Linked DNA regions of Sus scrofa: regions 2 and 3 are each linked to region 1. Evidence: chromatin contacts called from public HiChIP or PLAC-seq data. All regions are on one chromosome and are shown on one strand. Each heading gives the region's core, a stretch centred on a gene start, on an enhancer-like site or on the middle of the called end of the contact. The rest is flanking DNA. Distances are from core to core; before and after follow the strand shown.

Region 1 (2,664 bases), core at 46-2,545:
CCGATGTGAGTCCCCAGTTCCCAGAGCGGGGTCATCTGCTCCTCTGCCTCCCTCCCCAGGGAGGCATTCAAGTCACATTCCGGTTCTCAGGATCCAGGGGGCAGAGGGCTCTTCTCTGCCAGGAGCCCGAGGTCTGAAAAAGGAAAGCCTTTCCCTGAGGTCACCCAGCTGAGCCTGAACTCCACCCCCCACCGCCCCCACCTCCGGCTCGCAGGAAAATTGCAGACACTGAGTGACCAGGAGCCATCCTCTACTTCCCCAGGCTGAGGTCACCGGGGGAGGAGGCTCAAGCCCCAACTCCCCACTTCCTCTGAACCCAGAGCTTCCTCAGAATCACGGGGCCCAGCAGAGGCAGCTAGGGAAGACCCGCAGACAGGGCCCGCCCCCTCACCTGTACAGGGGGTTGTTGACGAGGCTTCGGAGTGCCGTGGAAAAGGGCGCCACCGCCCCGTGCACAACCAGTCCTGGGGGCTCCATGGGTGGGGGCGGGAGGGGGGTAGAGGAGTAAGCAGGGGGTGCAGCCCAGGAGGCTTGTTGTCTGTGGGTCTGTAGGGAGGCGGAAGGTGGAAGGAGCAGGAGGCCTGGCCAGGCCCTAGAGCTGCAGAGGAGCTAGAGAGGCCTGAGAGGGAGGGGCGGGAGCTTGGGAGCCCTGTTTGCTGAGAAGCTGAAGTTTAGGGATGGGGCGCGAGAGGCCCCGGTTCCCGAAGGCATCAGAGGCTCGGGGAGAAGGCCGGAGGCTCAGGCTGGGGATAGGGACTCAGGGAGGGGACCCAGAGAGGCAGGGGTGGAGCAGGCCGAACGGGGAAGAGAGGCTGGCTGTGGATGAGGCCCCAGCTGGGAGCCTGCCCAGGCAGCGCCAGGGTGGAAAGCCTGTGGGTTTCCACGGAAACGAGATCCCAGGCGGAGAGGAGGCCCCGCCCCTTCCCCCACAGGCCCCGAAAACTTCAGCCCTAGAGGGGCCCTAAGCAGAGCCAGGGTCTTAGTGCCCTGACTCCTGACTGTCCAGGGTTCAGGGTTCGAACCCTCTGTCCCTCCCCCCCGCCCCCTGTAGGCCCACAGGGTCAGGGGCAGGGTCAGGGTCAGGGTCAGGGTCAGGCTAGCCAGGCCTGGGGAACCCCCTCAACCGGGAAAGTCCTTGACCCCTCGGACCATTTTCAGGGCCCAGACCTGGTTTGTCTGGGAGGTGGCCGCCCTGTCCTTCCCAGAGTGGGGGCTCAGGTGAGGTGGTGTCAGCTCTGACAGAGGCATCGTGGTCTCTGGCATCCCTGAAATGCAACTGCAGTGAGGGTGGAGGGCCGTCTGGGCACTAGGGCACCCAGGAGGTGTGGGCAGCTGGGGACAAGCCCCAGGCCACTTAGGTCAGCAGGGTTTATGCAAAGTGGAGTCACCACTGTTGCATCAGGCCCGGGTCCTGATGGGTGCCTCCCCCTCCCCCTCAAGCCCTGAACTGAGGAAGTCATCCAAGCCCCACCCAGCTCTGCGCGGGGAACGGAAATGTTTGTCCCTGTTGCAGCCGATGTGGAAACGCTCGAGCCCATGACGTGCTCCTTCCTGTCGGCCCAGATCCCGATTCCTGGGCAGCCACCCCCGCAGCCCCAAAAGGTGTCCCATATCCCAGGCCTCTGCGACTTGCTCCCCAGTGGAGAGCCAGGCTTCGCGAGGGGAGAGAAGGTCAGCGGCTCAAAAGCCCTGGCGTGGGGGATGCCTTTCTGACCAGAGCCTCTCTCTACATCTGCCCCTTCAGTCTTATGTGTATGCCCTTGGGCGCTAAACCTCTGTCCCCTCTGCTGGTGACTCAGGCACCCCGCACTCAGCACGTGCTCAGAGCAGTAACGCTCCCAGGTTAGGTCAGAGCTTGGACTCGAGAGAAGGAACCAGGAAGAGAGGCGTGCTTGCCCAGCAACCCATGGCAACCCCACAACACAGGCAAGGGGCCCTTACCCTCCCACCTGCCAGTCAGGCGGCCAGGCAGGGGCCGGGGGGAGAGAATGTGAAAGCCAAAGACTGTGGTGACTCAAGGGGCTGAGGAGTTTCGGGAGAAGAGGGCAGCCGTCCCAGCACTGACTCTGGAGGTAGGGCCAGGAGCCAAGAGCAGAGGGTGGAAGGACCATCCTGGGTCACTTGGCCCCAGCCTCAGCCAGTTGTGGGGATCTTTGCGCCAGCTGCCTTAGAAGAGGTAGGGGTGGAGGATGGCGGGATCTGAGACACGCAGGGCTGGGCCTGTCTGTGGGGGTTGAAGGAGTCAGGTCTATGCCTCCTTCTGTTAGGGGGTGGAGGCTCCCTGTCCAGGCGGAGGCAGAGGGGGCCACTACGGCCCCACTTCTCCTGCTGGTAAAGCCCAGTACAAGAGAGAAAAGGCAGTGGACTCTGAGCTCAGTTAAGGAGCCTCCAACGCTCAGCGAGTGCGGAGCTCAGAGGACAGGGACAGCCCCAGATTAACAGTCTGCGCAGCGTCTCTCCCCTTATTTTGTCTCTAGCAGCCCTTAACCCTCCCAGTACTTCGAATCCACACAGCCCCAGACTCCTGGATTCACCTGTCCCCAAAAAACAGGTAAGAAGGAATTAGGGAGTAAAAACCTCTTACTAAGAGACTGGACGGTGTACAAGGAGGGCCAGGCAGGGCCTGCCCGTAACGGGGGTCTTTCAGTCCGCAGGTCCATGGCT
Region 2 (2,664 bases), core at 103-2,602, 680 kb before region 1:
CAGCAGCTCGGGTCACTGCTGTGGTACAGGCAGAACCCTGGCCCCAGAAAGCCCTAAAGCCTTGGCCACAGCAATTAAAAAAAAAAAAAAGAAAAAAAAAAGGAAATGAATAATGCCCAAGTAACAGTTCTGCCTCAGAGAAAGAAAAAACAAAAAATCACTTCTGTTGATGGCAGGATGATAAATACCTCCAAATATTGAGATGCCCAGCCAGCATGACACAGCACTTCCCTCTTTCTTATCCTGCTATAAAGGTCCAATGGAGTTAGGAGAATAATGGGGGATGGGGGCAGAAAGGGGAACACAATATTATTTCTTAAACATTCCTTTTTTTTTTTTTTTTTTAACATTCCTATTTTATATCAGCTGTTATGTTGTGACTTGAGGAATCAGAGGTGGATGTAACAAACCCTACCCTCCAGAAAGTCAGTCTAATAAGGAGAGGTAAACACATAAACAAGTAAATTAGCTTTAAAGGTTTGTGGGTTTTTTTGTTTGTTTGTTTTTGTTTTTGTCTTTTTGCCTTTTCTAGGACCACTCCCTCGGCATATGGAGGTTCCCAGGCTAGAGGTCGAATTGGAGCTGTAGCCACAGGCCTATGCCAGAGCCACAGCAACGCGGGATCCGAGCCGCATCTGCAACCTACACCACAGCTCATGGCAACGCGGGATCCTTAACCCACTGAGCAAGGCCAGGGATTGAACCTGCAACTTCATGGTTCCTAGTCGGAATCGTTAACCACTGAGCCATGACCTAAAAGGTTTTTGTTGTTGTTATCGTTTGGGCATGAAGGGGAATGGTTAATTCTGGGGATGAGTGAAAGAAGAGTTCCAGAGGAAGTAGTGCTTCAGCTATCTTCAGATACGTTTTCTCTAGGCCAAATAGGAACAGGTTCTTTGTGCTTGAGCAAGAGCCTGAAGGCGTGAAACAGCTACACTCTGTTCTGGGTGTTACAAAGAGGAGCAAAGAACTAGGTACTGTGCTAAATAAACTACAGAGATGATCTCAACAAAGAGTTAATAGCATTCCCTTTCTTTTTTTTTTTAAGGATTTACTTGTTTTTATTTTTTCTTTTTGGCCACACTCGTGGTGCATTCCCATTTTTACAGGGGAGAAGAGTAAGGCTAACAGATTAAGACTCTTGCATGAAGGTCACACAGAATGACAGTGAGGAGTTTTAACTCAAGAATACAGGATCAGTTTTTCGGAACCACAAATTAGAGGCGTGAGTAATATGGTCAGATTTCAGAGTCCCTCCAGCTGCAGTGGAATGGATGGGAAGGGAAGGCAGAGGTAGGAACCCATAGAGGGAGATGGAAAAGCAGCCATCCTGCTGTCAGACAGAGCAATTAAGGGAGGCTGTCTAAGCAATCTGGGTTACTGAGATCAGCACTAGAGCAGAGGTTGTGGGAATCTGGGCGGAATATCTGAGAAATATTTGGATAGATCTTTCTCCGGCCCGATGGGGGGGGGTCTTCCGTGGGCAGCAGTGAGGACCTTTACCCAGGTTTGGGCTTGAAGGGCAAGGCGCACGGACTCCCCCACCCCCGCCCCGCCTCAAATCTTGGATTCACGGAGGCATCGGGAAGGAAAGTGATTGATCTAAAAGGTGCCTTCCGCGGACACCTCAACCCTCGAAGGCGAGGAGGGGATTGGTACTGTCTCCACCCGAGCCCGCCCCCAGGGAAGGAAAGCGCTGAGTCATCCCGGCGGGGCGAGTTGGGTCGGGGCGGTGCTGGGGCCAGATCCCCCTTCCGTCTCCCCCGCCCGCACCCCCGGCCCGCCCTGACTCTCGCGAGAGCCTCACGGGCTATAAAGGCAGCGCCCCGCGCGTGCTTCGCGTGTCTGCTTCCTGGCTGCGCTCGGTGGCTTCTGCTTGAGGACTGGTGAGTTTGTGGGCGGCGCGGCTTCAGCCGACCGACCGCAGCGCCCCACTCCTCTCTCGTTGCCTTTTCCTCCTCTTCCTTCTCTTCCTCCCGGCCCGCCCGGCTTAACTGGGGGGACGCTCTGCCGGAGAGGGAGCCTCACATGGGACCCCCTTTGCCTGCGGGACAGCTGCCTGGTTGAACCCCGACGCCGCCCGCGCCCTGCGTCCCCTCTTCCCCCGGCAACTCAAGCAGAGGGCGCTGATTGGCTTGGCGGGGCCGTCGGGGCGGGTGGGTGGTGACGGGGTCCCCTACGGGGCGGACGGGTTCCCGAAGCTTCTAAGACGGATTCAGAAACTGGTCAGAAACAGACTGCCCGTCCGTCGTGTAGGAGGGGAAGAGGCTGTGCCTGCTCACCAGTGTAGCCGTGGGTCCTGATTCCCTTCTCCATCTTTTTCCATGTGCAGAATGGGGTTTGTGGTGATTCTAAATGCCGTTAGTGAAGACTCCTGGTGCTTCCGAAGTGCAGCGGAGGGACGATGGGGGTGGCAGGAAACCACTTGAATTGGCCTTTCGGGGGGGGGGGCCGTAGTTTTCTCCGGGGAACTTCAAGGGGAGCTTTCCTGAGGGGACCTCGTCGGCTGGAAGTCCTGCAGCCTTTCCCCCCCCCCCCCATTGGTTGTGCTTTAGTGGACGTGGGGGCACCCGGAAAAGCAGGTCTGGACCAGAAGGCCGTTAGTGTTAGGGTCATATACTATGTTTGGTTGCCAAGTTGCTTCGTGTCTTACTGGTTGTTTTT
Region 3 (2,664 bases), core at 72-2,571, 660 kb before region 1:
AATGGATTTGGAAGATGCAGCAGACAGATTCCTAAAGGGCCCAGTGGCTGACTGGATGTAGGGTTGGGGAGGTGAGAGATGGAGGAGCCTAGGATGACTGGCAGGACTATAGATGGCACAGTTCAATACCACAGCCCCCACCACCCAGGCCTGCCTGATCACACCAGATACGCATCCCCACTCTCCCCCATACCTGCCAGCCACCACTACTACCTCCACACCTTTACTCAAGCTATTCCTGACATTTGCGATGTATATAACTGTCCTTCCTTCCAATCTATTTTTTCATATACAGCTCAACTCCACTGTTTCAGAGAAGGCTCTCTCACTCTAAACCCAACCTACCTCTTCCTCTATATCATTACCCAGCACTGCTTAGGGGCCACTCATTGGAAGGTTGTGGGAGTGGGCTGCCTCTTAAGCATCAGGCAAAAGGCTCAAGCTGAGTTTAATCAGCTTTGTTTCCAAGCAGAGGGCTCAGTGCAGGAGGCAATGGATATGGGGAAATGGACCTATGTGCAAAACGGTAGGTGGTGATGCTAGACTTGTGTGTCAGGTAAGTATGCAGTCTCTGTACTCAGACGGGTCCTAGTAATTGGCAACTTCATGAATCCCTCCTTTGGTTGGTAGATGGGACAGACCAGCCAATCATTTGCTTGTTCAACCCCAGGAATGTCCTTCCCTCATGAGATGACCTAAATTCTAGCCATGCAAATCTTTCAGACGTTGCCCTCTCCTAACTCCTTCGGGAAGCTTCCAAAGTGACTCTGGCCCCTATGTAAACTGCGTAGGTGACAAGGCCACAAGGTTACTGATCATGTGGTGTCTCCTGCTCATCAGTCCGGCAATATATGAGGGTAAAAGGACAAACGTGCAACGCTTCTCTACCCTTTGAACTTAAGCGCCCGTTGACACCCTCTCCCGGTAGGTCAGACGGACACGCGGCCGGGGGAGCTCGGGAAAGAATAGAGGCCAGTGGCACCGAGGCTAATCATACGTTTTGCCCTAGCACCGCGGTAGGGATAAACCAACCTGGAAGGGGTAAATTTCGAAGCCAAAAGGGCATAACGTGTCCTCAATCCTCTGCTTCAGCTCTGCGACATGGGGCTCCATAGCGCACGCTACACGCTGAGCCTGCTGGGAAATGGAGTTTGAAGGCCAACGCGGGCCGTTAAACGTCGAGGTAGCTTGAACTCCATTTCCCAAGAGCTACTGGATCTGCAGCGGAACATCGTTGGCTCTGCGCGATGCATCCTGGGACACGTAGTTCATTTGGTCCTTAGACGCGGCGGCTACAAAATCAGAAAGACTGTTTCGCGGCATGGTGGGGGTGTGTGTATGTGCTAATGCGCGTGTTAAACGCTTCCAGAAAAATGTAGCTTGGCAGCCTTCTTCTGCTGCCGGTTGTCTCCGTGTGGGGCGAACTCAGTTTCCCAATCGGCGCCGCGGAGGCCAGTCCAAAGTCTGGCTTTCCCGGAGTGTCATAGGTTCGAACAGGGTGGCGGCAGGAGTCGCTGCCTTAGATTCGGTGTAATCGCGCCAGTGTCCTGCGTCTGCGGAGGTCTCGACCAAGATTCAGCATCTTCAACTCCCCCCTGGTATCTGTATCAGGGTAACCCTCTTGTACCCCAGTTCCCCAAGGACGCTGCTCCCCTGACGAGTCCCTGAGGCTTAATTTTGGTCTAATATTGCATCCTTACTTTTATTTTTTTATTTTATTTTTTATTATTATCATTATTTTTGTCTTTTTGCTATTTTTTTTGGGCCACTCCCGCGGCATATGGAGGTTCCCAGGCTAGGGGTCTAATCGGAGCTGTAGCCCCTGGCCTACGCCAGAGCCACAGCAACGCGGGATCCGAGCCGTGTCTGCAACCTACACCACAGCCCACGGCAACGCCGGATCCTTAACCCACTGAGCAAGGGCAGGGACCGAACCCGCAACCTCATGGTTCCTAGTCGGATTCGTTAACCGCTGCGCCACGATGGGAACTCCAGCATCCTTACTTTTAGTATTGCGTACCCACTCATCTCTTTCGAGCTGACGTTCTGGCCTTTCCCGGGCTTTGCCTCGGATGTCCCGGGTTGGGAGAGCAAGGGCGTAAGGCTCTAGGGACCCAGACCACTGCCTCAGGCTATGAGAAGGAACCAGACTTTGAGCAGCTCGACACGCTTCTCAATGCTACTGACCGGGAGTTCCTGTCCTGGCTCGGTGGTTAACGAATCCGACCATGAGGTTGCGGGTTCCATCCCTGGCCCCGCTCAGTGGGTTAACGATCCAGCGTTGCCCTGAGCTGTGGTGTAGCTCGGATCCCGAGTTGCTGTGGTTGTGGTGTAGGCCGGCAGCTATTGCTCCGATTCGGCCCCTAGCCTGGGAACATCCATATGCCGAGGGAGTGGCCCCTAGAAAAGACCAAAAAAAAAAAAAAAAAAAAAGCTACTGACGGAAATGTGGCCAGGATTAAGACGAGGGGGCACCTGAGGCCCCTGCCCCCGGATTAAGGTAGTGGGTTAAGGAACACCAAGAACTCATTGGCCTGTGCCCTTCTTTGTTTTGTAGCAGCAGCTGTATTCCTTTGGGGTCTCCACCGCAGGTAAGTATTGTTCCTTTTCCTACTTACCCGCCAGCCTTTTCTCTTTCCAGGATCTGCCTTTTATTGGTGCCTG

What was found. HiChIP or PLAC-seq counts read pairs in DNA pulled down with a chosen protein or histone mark.
Region 2: an H3K27ac HiChIP or PLAC-seq map of alveolar macrophages shows a contact between it and region 1. The contact joins the promoter of PRDX1 here to the promoter of BTBD19 in region 1. A contact is called at or near these places in 2 of 2 datasets of contacts at active chromatin or transcription factors (alveolar macrophages and skeletal muscle).
Region 3: a contact with region 1 is called in an H3K27ac HiChIP or PLAC-seq map of alveolar macrophages. The contact joins the promoter of LOC110261410 here to the promoter of BTBD19 in region 1. A contact is called at or near these places in 1 of 5 promoter capture datasets (liver) and 2 of 2 datasets of contacts at active chromatin or transcription factors (alveolar macrophages and skeletal muscle).

Annotation. Positions count from the first base shown.
Region 1 is chr6:166,525,430-166,528,093 of Sscrofa11.1, forward strand. BTBD19 (BTB/POZ domain-containing protein 19) reads right to left here and starts at 1,296. Exons shown (of 8, transcript XM_021096773.1): 1 at 392-1,296; 2 at 1-133. TCTEX1D4 (Tctex1 domain containing 4) reads left to right here and starts at 1,921. Exons shown (of 4, transcript NM_001032356.1): 1 at 1,921-2,072; 2 at 2,478-2,551; 3 at 2,648-2,664. The coding sequence starts at 2,659.
Region 2 is chr6:165,846,038-165,848,701 of Sscrofa11.1, forward strand. It overlaps PRDX1 (peroxiredoxin-1), which reads left to right and starts at 1,353. Exons shown (of 6, transcript XM_021096742.1): 1 at 1,353-1,886.
Region 3 is chr6:165,864,545-165,867,208 of Sscrofa11.1, forward strand. LOC110261410 reads left to right here and starts at 1,322. Exons shown (of 9, transcript XM_021097629.1): 1 at 1,322-1,487; 2 at 2,558-2,591. The coding sequence starts at 1,322. MMACHC (methylmalonic aciduria (cobalamin deficiency) cblC type, with homocystinuria) reads right to left here and starts at 1,130. Exons shown (of 4, transcript NM_001244776.1): 1 at 1,033-1,130. The coding sequence starts at 1,113.